Regions from separate parts of the Triticum aestivum genome. Here region 1 is linked to region 2. A link is a contact called in public Hi-C data. All regions are on one chromosome and are shown on one strand. The core of a region is the stretch at or near the end of the contact, and the rest is flanking DNA. Distances in the headings are between cores, read along the strand shown.

Region 1 (5,235 bases), core at 1,546-4,045, 720 kb after region 2:
CTGCATTTCATCACATTTAATTATATTAAAATTTCAGAAATGCAAAATAACAAATTTGGCATGGTGCCAAAAATATATATTTCACTCATAGAGTATTAGTTCTGGTGCTCCTAGCAGAGTAAGCTAAATCAATCAAAATGCCATTAGCTAAGAAAGCATACTGAAAATATATCTTAATTTTTTTGTTACCACTATTACTATAGGTGCTTCCAGGCATCATTTTGCTGTTTCAGCAACAGCAAGAAGAAGCATTGGCACTACTAATGGAGCATCAACAACTAAACTAATAATTGCACCTTTATGTAGCAAGAGTTTCAAGATTTATATTCAATAGAATAACTACAATTCTGTGCGAGAGAGCTTGCAGGTTTCTAGTTTGAACTTAAAAGGAGAGGGTGAAATCAAGACTTCAGTCACATAGTCACAGCAATGATAAGATGAGATTGCAAAATTTCCGTTTACCCTTTCTGTAACATTTCATATGTCTGTGCAAAGGTATCACTTGATGCTCCAAATGAACTTAGGAGTGAATCAATTTCCATTTGCTCTTCACAATCATAAAGGTTCATTCCACTATCTACAGATCCATTTGCACCATTAACAAATGAACTGAACTGTCTGTCCTGGGTTATTGTCAAATCAAAAGATCCGTCGTGGCCAGGATTTCCCCCCTGTTCAGCAGAATGCATTTCATCTCGATGTTCACAAACATGGCTTGTGGTTGCCTCTTTCTGTTCAGCTACTTTGAGCTCAAAAGATGATATGTCTTGATCATTATCATACGGGAGATCAACAGAGTTATGTAAGTTAAACATAGCGCTGGTACTTGTGACCGTGGTTTCAGCCTCTCCAGGGAAGGGTAAAAAGTTTGAGGTGAAAGACGGACTTGCTAAACAGCCATTGTCCCAAACAACTTGATGCTGCATGGTATTCCCACCTGAAAGTTCTGTGTTATTGAAAGTCAAGTCACTGCACTCATCATTAGCCGCCTCCAAAGCCTGTTGCATTTGCATAAGAGCAGCCCAGGTCCCATCCTGCGTGTCTGCAATGCAGTCATCACTTTGCATAGGGCTACTATATGGATAACACGCAATTCCTGTGCTGCAGCTACTCCCAAATGAGATAGCTCTGTCGTCATAACCATCCGTGTCATGAGAAGTTATTTCTTCTACATGATCAAGGCAGGAGGATGCATTAGAAGGTCTACTGCGATGTGCGGTATTTATGCCACTATTTTGCACCTGGTTTCCATCAGGTGCCAGAGGCTGAAGTGGTCTGAAAAAGTGGTCAAATTGTTGATATTCCCTGAGTGCAGCAGAAGCATTATTCAGAACAAAATCTGGAACGCTTGGTAAATCTGGAAAGCCTTGCGTTGAAACTGGATAACTGCACTGGCAAGCCTGGTTAAAATATTCCTGATTAGCATCTTGTGGAAAACCAAATGTGCTTGGGCCGACTGACAAATCTTTTGCACCAGATCCATCTACTTTTGCCAACGTTTTGGCACAGTTGCCAGACTGGAACTGCATTTTGACTGGTTGACTGAGTGACCACTGGTTTCCTGGCAATGGAGAGTACCTACAGTCAAAAAATTAAGCATGAGAGAAATATTAGTTCAGGTCAAATGGGGGTGCATAACAGAACACTATCTATTTCCTCCTTAAAAGAGCATGTAACTCTGCTTTCTTCCCTTGAAATTATTCACATTTCAGTAACTCGGTCGATTTGTATAGATGCAAATCAGCACGAGAGCACAGCATTCTCAAAACCACATGCATTACAGGACACTTGAATCTTCATCACAAAAATCATACAACCTCCGTCCGGAATTAACTGTCGCTGAAATGAGTGTCTACACGCATTTAACTGTCGCTGAAATGAGTGTGTCTACATGCATTTAACTGTCGCTGAAATGAGTGTATCTAGATGCATTTTCAGCGTGTAGATACACTCATTTCAGCGACAGTTAATTCCGGACGGAGGGAGTACAAACTAAATTAAATCAGAGCATTATATTGTTAACATTTCAGTAACTCGGTCGATTTGCGGACATGCAAATCGGCACGAGGGCGCATCTCAAAACCATATGCATTACAGGACACCTGAATCTTCATCACAAAAATCGAACAAACTAAATTGAATCAGAGCATTCGAGCTAATTAGTAGGCTATAATTCAGTATTTTAACAAAAACAAACTTGCACTCCTACACTGACGGACTGACCATGACCCCTCCTCAATTACCTATCACCACCACCAAGAACCTTCCATGCATGTGGCCAGCAAGCCAGTAAAACCAAACGCACGTCACAGCGAATGTCATCCAGAAACTACAACAGTAAGGCAGTGCAGATTCTACCCAAAGTCAGGAGCCGAGCTTAGCACCACCACACCTAATTAACCAACTAAAACCCTAAGGTACTGTTTGAGCACGCCACAAAACACACACGCATCGAGCGCGCTCCCAGCACCGCTCAACCAGCCCGACATTGCGGAGCCGAGCCTCACCGCTCGCCCGGAGAGCCGAACCCAAGCGGGCACGCAGCGCAAGCAGGAAGGTTTAGCGAGGAGCCGCAGGGCTTACCGAGGAATGGCGACACGCAGCAGGCGGCGGCCGAGGGCGCGGTGCGGCGGCGCGAGGGCGGAGCTCCTCCGCGCTACCTCCCCGCGGCGGGCCGAGCTCCCCGGCTAGGGTTTTGGGGCCGCTGGTGGGTGGAGAGTGAAGAGGGGGAGAAGGCGCAGCAGTGTGTCGTCAGAGCGGCGACAGGAAAGGGGAGCGGAGGCGGAGTGAAGTGGTGGGGGCGTGGTCGGGAAGACTCGCGCTTTGACTTTTCAACCCGCGTGGGGCCGGGCCGTGGGCCGCACCGGGCCGGCCGCCCAGGCCCAAACGTTTTTCTTTTAGCCATTCAGCAGGAGGCGTGCTGCCTTCTAATCCGTATCTCGGTTTCCTCTTCGGTTTCTCTCCTTGGTTCAGATCGTCTTTTCAGATCAGGGGGAGAAAAGGAGAGAAGTGGGGGAGAGATGAAGGAGGCGACGGCGTCGGGGGGCGGCGCGGCGGCGGGGCCGAACGACCCGAGGCAGCCGGGGACGGCGAGGCCGTACGCGCCGCCGAAGCTGTCGTCGCAGGACCTGCCCGTCGACTACGCGGGCTTCCTCGCCGTCGTCTTCGGCGTCGTCGGCGTCATGCTCCACGTACGTTCCAGCCAACCAGGCAGTCTCGGCCACGCGTTGCTCGCCCTCGCGCCTCCTATCCGCCTACGCCCCCGCCTGCGCCCCAGTCTACGCCCCAGTATTTTCGACCTCTCGTCGTCTTGGTCCTCGTCGGCGTCATGCTCCACGTACGTGCTCCTAGCCAGCAAACGATCTCCGCCGCGCCTCCTGTCTATCTGCGCGCCCGCCCGTCGTCCTGCCGCACGGATCGATCTAGTTTATCGGTAGGGAGCAGCGGCAGGTTAGCGGCTGGGCACTTAGATCTGGGCGAGCTAGTGCCTTGTGGTGTGATGGATCTGTGCGCCCCTCCGTAGTCGGCGGAGATGATGCCTTCGCCTTAGTTAATCCGATGCTGCTAGACTGTCTGACTTTGATTCCTGCTGGTTCCGTTGTGACGTTTGACTTTGCTATGTGGTTTTTTACATACAGTACAAGGTTTGCTCGTGGATCGCCATCATCTTCTGCGCGCAGTCGCTGGCGAACATGAAGAACTTCGAGAATGACCTCAAGCAGCTCTCCATGGCTTTCATGTGAGTTTTCTTCACATTTATTTATCTAGTTTATGTGTTAATCTAGTATGCAGTTAAAATCTATATGGTTGAGCAGCAGCATATACCTTTGCATTGGGTCATCTGACATCTTGTCTTTGTATATACTGGGAATTCTCAATTAACATGTCCTTTTTGTGTTGCCACTTGTGGTGGGATTATGCAATTAAATGGTGGTTTTCGTAGTTTCTCCCTCTTTGGCCATTCGCTATCAGAGCTCCTTAATTTGTGGCTTATTTTGTAACATTGGAATAATGATTTATGGGTTGCATCATTGAGACAGAATAGGATTTATGGCTTTCTTCTGTAATTCTTGATGGAAGTAAGTCAAAATGGTATTGTAGGCCTTCTTTTATTATTGATGTTATGGAAATGCGCCTTCACATTGATGTTAAGATCACTTTAAACTTTCGTCCTTGCCTTTTTTAAGAATTTTTTACATGTGTGGCCGAATTCCTAGCAAAGTGCTGCCGTGCCACAATTTTTTTTCTAACTAAACATGCCAATACTGGAAGCTAGAAACACTGGGTGGCTGTGTGCCAAAATTTTAATGGATTTTTATAGACAGCTTGTTCATTCTCTTCTAAAATTCTACCATTTGTACAAGTACAGAAGGAACTAATGAACTATCACCTGATAAAGGATAGTGTGTGCCCTTATGGAACACCTTTTTTTTAATTCTTTACAGTAAAGTAAACACGTGTTTCTACTCTGGTTTTTTCTTATCTTGCTTGTTTTTGGTGCTGGATCCTGTTTTGGCAGTCCTAAGGTTGTGTACTTTCTCTTGGGCTAGCATTTGTGACCTTTAGATCTAGCTTTTGTTTTGTTTGGTATATGCACATGGATGCTTGAATGTTGTTGTTCCGTCATCGATATGATAGAGGAATCTGGCCGGAAGGTTGTTTGAAAAAAAAAATTAAACAAGTGTTGCGTAGAAGGCAAATCACATTGTGTGCTGTAGATCAGAGCAAATTTTAGGGATGGTTTGCCTTTGCAATTTTTAAGGAACAGTTATCACCCTAGAAATTGTATGTCTATTGTGAAACAGCAGGCTACTAGTTACAGTCAAAAAGATTGTCATGACTAATTAGCTGGTCGTTAGCGTTCCATTATTGTCACTAGAGTTGACTTGTCATGGATATTGGTGACTGGTGAGGTCAATACAGCAATCTGGTCCAAAGTAAATAAGAACTAGAGAGTACTCCCTCTGTAAACTAATATAAGAGCGTTTAGATCACTATTTTAGTATTCTAAACACTCTTATATTAATTTACGGAGGGAGTACACACTAAGAATTGTGACTGATGAAGATGATTTGCTCAGTAGAATGATATTAAAGTTGAATGCCCTTTCGGCCTTTCATGTCTCACCATTTTGTACTGGTTGATTGGTTATCATTGTTCATAAAATTTAGTGTAAATGCTGCTTGTCTCTGAACTAAGTAGAAATGTAATTCGATGAACCAAAAGGATACTTGG
Region 2 (5,408 bases), core at 2,583-5,082:
TGTTGCAACATCCTTGGGTTCATGTGTGCTTGACTCCAACCAACTGGCAAGCAGTAATGTGTCTCTGATGCCACTTCAAGGTGTTATAGTTGATGCAGATGTGAAGACCAACTGCCTACATTCATCAACTGAAGAAAAAGTTCATCCGAGTGCAGTTAGTGAAGATGTTACCAAACATTCTGATCTTGTTTCCCAGCTTAACATCGCAGAAGAGCACAAGAATTTCGGGTCTGGTAAACATATGAGAGAAGCTGTTCTTCATACATCAGTTAATAGTGCTGGAATAGGAAAGGTCTTACCATCTGAAAATCAGAAGAACCAGTCGTATCCATTCAATGAAGGCGCAAACTTCTTTCAGAGAGGAAACACAGACCGTAACTTCAGGGCAGATGTTCATCACCGTAGGAACATCTACGGATCAGGAGGCATGGGGAATTCAGAGTATGAATTTCAGAGGAACCAGTCACATCCATTCAGTGAAGGTGGAAACTTCTTTCCGCTAGGAAGGGAAGACCCTAACTTAAGGGCAGGTGTTCATCACAGTATGGACATGTATGGATTAGGAGGCATGGGGAATCCAGAGCATGGGTTGCAGAGGAACCGGTCGTATTCATTCAATGAAGGTGCAGACTTCTTTCAGTCAAGAAGGGCTGACCCTAACTTTAGGGCAGGTGTTCATCACAGTATGAACATCTATGGATCAGGCGCCATGGGGCATTCGGAGCATGGATTTCAGAGGAACCAGTCGTATCCATTCGACGAACGTGCAAACTTCTTTCAGCCAGGAAGGCCAGACCCTAACTTCAGGGCAGGTGTTCATCACAGTATGAACATCTATGGATCAGGCGCCATAGGGAGTTCAGAACATGGATTTCAGAGGAACCAGTCGTATCCATTCGATGAAGGTGCAAACTTCTTTCAGCTAGGAAGGCCAGACCCTAACTTTAGGGCAGGTCTTCATCACAATATGAACATCTATGGATCAGGCGCCACGGGGAATTCAGAACATGGATTTCAGAGAAACCAGTCGTATCCATTCGATGAAGGTGCAAACTTCTTTCAGCTAGGAAGGCCAGACCCTAACTTTAGGGCAGGTGTTCATCACAGCATGAACATCTATGGATCAGGCGCCATGGGGAGTTCAGAGCATGGATTTCAGAGGAACCAGTCGTATTTATTCAATGAAGGTGCAAACTTCTTTCAGCCAGGAAGACCAGACCCTAACTTTAGGGAAGGTGCTCATCACAGTATGAACATGTATGGATCAGACGCCAGGAGGAATTCAGAGCATGGATTTGGAAGAAGCTATTTGGATCATACCAGTACCGAAAGAAATGAAATGCAGGAGAAAGAACGAACTTGCTTATCAACAAATCACAACAATGACCAGATAAGCCCTTCAAATTTAGCTCAGGCATATAGCGAAAAGCTTAGAATGTCCTTCCCTCCAAGAGATTCCTTGACAGGGTTTCGGAAGAAAAAGCTTCTTATTCTAGATCTGAATGGCCTTCTTGCGGATATCAATGAAGATTTCCACAATGCTCACATGGCTGATGCAAAGGTTCGAAGGAAACTAGGTAAAGTTACTTGTACAATTGTCCGTAATTATTATTTGCGAAAATGCAGATATAGAACTGTGACAGATGATATTAATATAGCACTACACCTTTCTACCAGTCTTCCGAAGGCCTCACTGTGATGATTTTCTCAACTTCTGCATAAAAAATTTCGAGCTAGGTGTATGGTCCTCAAGGAAAAGGTACGATTTATTATCCTCATTTGTTTTACTTTATCCTCATTGCTCCATGCTTACTTACGTGGGATTTATATTAATCCACATTGCTCCATGTTTACTAATGTGGGGTTTATAATTTTTCTAGGAAAAATGTTGATTCTGTTGTTGACATCCTTATGAGAGATTTCAAACCATACCTACTGTTTTCTTGGGTACGTAACATAAACGAACCTGTGGTAGGTGGGCATGCTCAACTGTATGTTATTTTGGTCCTAATATGTTTTGCGACCTTCATATGGGCAGGCCAGGGATAAATGCACAATGACTGGACGTAACACACTGGAGAACGTGCACAAACCAATAGTACTGAAGGAATTGAAGAAACTGTGGAATAAGGAAGAACCTGGTCTTCCATGGAAGGAGGGGGAATTTTCACCTTCCAATACATTACTTGTGGACGATTCTCCTTACAAGGCTCTGCGTAATCCGGTATTTTCTCAGCTGTTTTCATATACCAGTGTCTTGTTTAACTGTATCATCTCCATATTTGAATAATGCATATTTTCATGCATATGTTATGCAGCCACATACTGCCATTTTTCCTCAGCCGTTCAGCTATCTTAACCGGAACGACAATTCATTGGGTATGCATTCACCATTTCATGTTGATGTAGTTACCTATTACACTACTACAGCCTATTGATGCATATAAATTACAATTCCCGATAAGCAGGTCCCGGTGGAGATCTTCGCATGTATCTGGAGAAACTCGTTTTTGCAGATGATGTTGAGTGCTACGTTCGCAACAATCCATTTGGTCAACCTTTTCTTACACATAGTGATCCACATTGGGACTTCTATGCTGAAATAGCTGGTAAAGAGTATGGCGCATTGACTTGTGCCTGAACTTCCCAATATGTAGTGAGGCGGACTAGTAGACTGATCTTGTGTTGATTCTTCAGACATGAGGGGAAGTTATGGCATGTTTGTTGTATACCTGACCTCCAAACTAATTTTATCGTGGGTTATGGAAAAAGTTGGTGCATCGAAGATTGGATTTTGGGCACCAGCAGTTATAACTTGTACGGATGGTTTCAAGTGAATATGAATGAATTTTGAGACGGTGACTCAACTTTTTAAAATTGTTTGTCACCGCCTTGTATTTGTTCAGTTTTTCTTCCAGTTTTTTATGTTTTTTTCCTACCAGGGCATTGCTGTGGGTTTGTCTTGTACTTTTATTTCTTGTACCCATTTTCTTGCTAGCCTTAACGGCACTACTCCAGTGTTTATTCCATTTGTTTTGAATTGCTTAAAAAAATCTAGTACTAGATAACATCTACACCACTTCTAAAAAATAGTATTGCTGCGGAGTGCGATTTTCCCATGTGTTTGAACTGCTCTTTGACATTTTTTTTGGGTTATGATCTACAGAACATGTATGGATTCATCTTTGTGACATGTAATGTTTATATGTGTGTTTTAGGAGTTAGTCAAATCATAACATAAATTCGCCAAACATGAAATCAAAGATCGCAAAGCTATATTCACGCAGACGAGAATAGCGCAATCCAACTATCATAAACTTAAACTTAATTAAATGATATTATCATCTATGATAGAAAATAATAATAATTTTTTTTAGAAAATTGAACCAGCCTGTTTGTTTCTCTTAATATTATCAGCCATTTTAATTATGGACAAAAGCTTTGTACAAATAATTCCTCCCTTGACACATTTGTTTTTCATTCCAGATGACATTGTCTTTTTGAAGGTCATCATTTTCATTCTGCTAGAACATACTCATAACTAATATTTGGAGTATTTTTAGTACTCTATTTACAACATTTGGCATGTTTTTTTAATCCACAGCCCGTATGTTTTTTTTTTGAGAAAAATCCACAGCCCGTATGTATATCAGACAAAATCATTCAGCAAGCCCGTCAGCGCAGAATAACATTTTCTAGCCTCATAAAGCCTTTTAAACCTAATAAGCCTAGCCCATCTAACACTACGGCCCGGACCGGACAGGCCCACCAACTGGCCCAGGCAAGACACCCTAAACACGGAGATCTATAAATACGAAACCCTAAGCGGCGCACTCGTCTCCATTCCGCCTCCACCCCCCGAACTCCAAACCCTAGTAGCGCCGCCGCCGCCAGGTAAGAGGCGAGATGGTGTCCGGCTCCGGCGTGTGCGCCAAGCGCGTGGTGGTGGACGCCCGCCACCACATGCTCGGCCGCCTGGCCTCGATCGTCGCCAAGGAGCTGCTCAACGGGCAGCGCGTGGTGGTGGTCCGATGCGAGGAGATCTGCATGTCCGGCGGCCTCGTCCGCCAGAAGATGAAGTACCTCCGCTTCCTCCGCAAGAGGATGAACACCAAGCCCTCCCACGGCCCCATCCACTTCCGCGCCCCGGCCAAGATCCTCTGGCGCACCATCCGCGGGTACGTCTCCGCCGCCGCCGCCTAGATCCGTCGCCTCGCCTATGCACGTGCGTCGCCGTGTCCATTTGGGTTTGTGTGTTCTGATGGTGCCGTGTTTTTGGTGGCGCTCTGCAGTATGATTCCGCACAAGACCGCGAGGGGCGAGGCCGCGCTCGCCAGGCTCAAGGCGTACGAGGGCGTGCCGCCGCCGTACGACAGGACCAAGCGCATGGTCATCCCCGACGCGCTCAAGTACGTCGGCGTTCGACTGCCTTCTAGATCTCTGCGTGCGTCGTGTATGTGTGTTTGATGTTGACGTGGCTTGTGGTTTTGCAGGGTTCTGAGGCTGCAGCCTGGGCACAGGTACTGCCTCCTCGGCCAGCTCTCCAAGGAGGTCGGATGGAACTACGCCGACACCATCAGGGTATGCTCTTTCCCTGTCCTGTTTCTTCAGCGCTCAATAGTTGCTAGTGTGCGACTGCTACCAGTCTGTTAAGACTAGTCTTTTATGTAATGCTAAACTAAAATGTGTCTAGTTATACTAATCATTCTATGAAAGTTCAGTCTGATTTACTGGTACTCTAATAGATACGCCTTCAGCTTTTGTCATATAAACTCTCCTGGTGGTAAATGATTTGTTCTGCATTGTAAAACTGTTTATGATGATTCCCACGGATTTTAGAAACCAGCCACAGTTCATGCTTTATAGTACTGTGAAGAATTTTGTTTGCTCACGCTCAGAATCATTGTTTTACGTATGTCACTTGTGATGTTCTGCTGGCTGAGATGTGCATGATCTGGGTGATGAAGAAAATCGTTCGGATTCCCACTGATTTTTCATGATTATTACAACCAGCTACTTCTGACGGATCATGCCATCTCTTGTACTACATATGTACTCATTTATTATTGAGCAAATACTTTCCTTTGATTTTTTGCAAACCTCTTAGCAGTACTGTTGGTATCCTCTTTTGTGTTCTGCTGGCTGGTGAGATGTGCATTACCTGCGTGATGAAGAAAATCGTTCGGATTCCCACTGATATTTCATGATTATTATAACCAGCTACTTCTGACGGGTGATGCCACCTCCTGAAGTACATTTGCACATTTTTACTGCTTTAGACTGACTTTTCATGCATTCCTTCATTGGTTATGAACCTTATTGCTCATTGTGTTCTGTTGTGTTGAATTGCATGATTCCGGGTTATGAAGAAAATCGTTCGGATTCCCACTGATATTTCATGATTAGAG

What was found. Hi-C and Micro-C count contacts between places; a contact is called where the count stands out from the background.
Region 1: a contact with region 2 is called in a Hi-C map of leaf, with 4 times the contacts expected there. The contact joins the promoter of LOC123113367 here to the promoter of LOC123113362 in region 2. A contact is called at or near these places in 2 of 5 Hi-C or Micro-C datasets (both in leaf).

What each region holds. Positions count from the first base shown.
Region 1 is chr5B:579,171,605-579,176,839 of IWGSC CS RefSeq v2.1, forward strand. It overlaps LOC123113367, which reads right to left and starts at 2,796. Exons shown (of 8, transcript XM_044534583.1): 1 at 2,584-2,796; 2 at 463-1,578. The coding sequence starts at 1,529. LOC123113368 (protein Asterix) reads left to right here and starts at 2,927. Exons shown (of 3, transcript XM_044534586.1): 1 at 2,927-3,191; 2 at 3,639-3,739. The coding sequence starts at 3,021.
Region 2 is chr5B:578,451,678-578,457,085 of IWGSC CS RefSeq v2.1, forward strand. LOC123113362 (60S ribosomal protein L13a-4) reads left to right here and starts at 3,833. Exons shown (of 4, transcript XM_044534574.1): 1 at 3,833-4,178; 2 at 4,293-4,409; 3 at 4,494-4,581. The coding sequence starts at 3,907. LOC123113361 reads left to right here. Exons shown (of 8, transcript XM_044534573.1): 3 at 1-1,577; 4 at 1,678-1,759; 5 at 1,881-1,947; 6 at 2,039-2,224; 7 at 2,319-2,379; 8 at 2,469-2,862. The coding sequence ends at 2,641. It also overlaps the pseudogene LOC123118116, the pseudogene LOC123118119 and the pseudogene LOC123118126.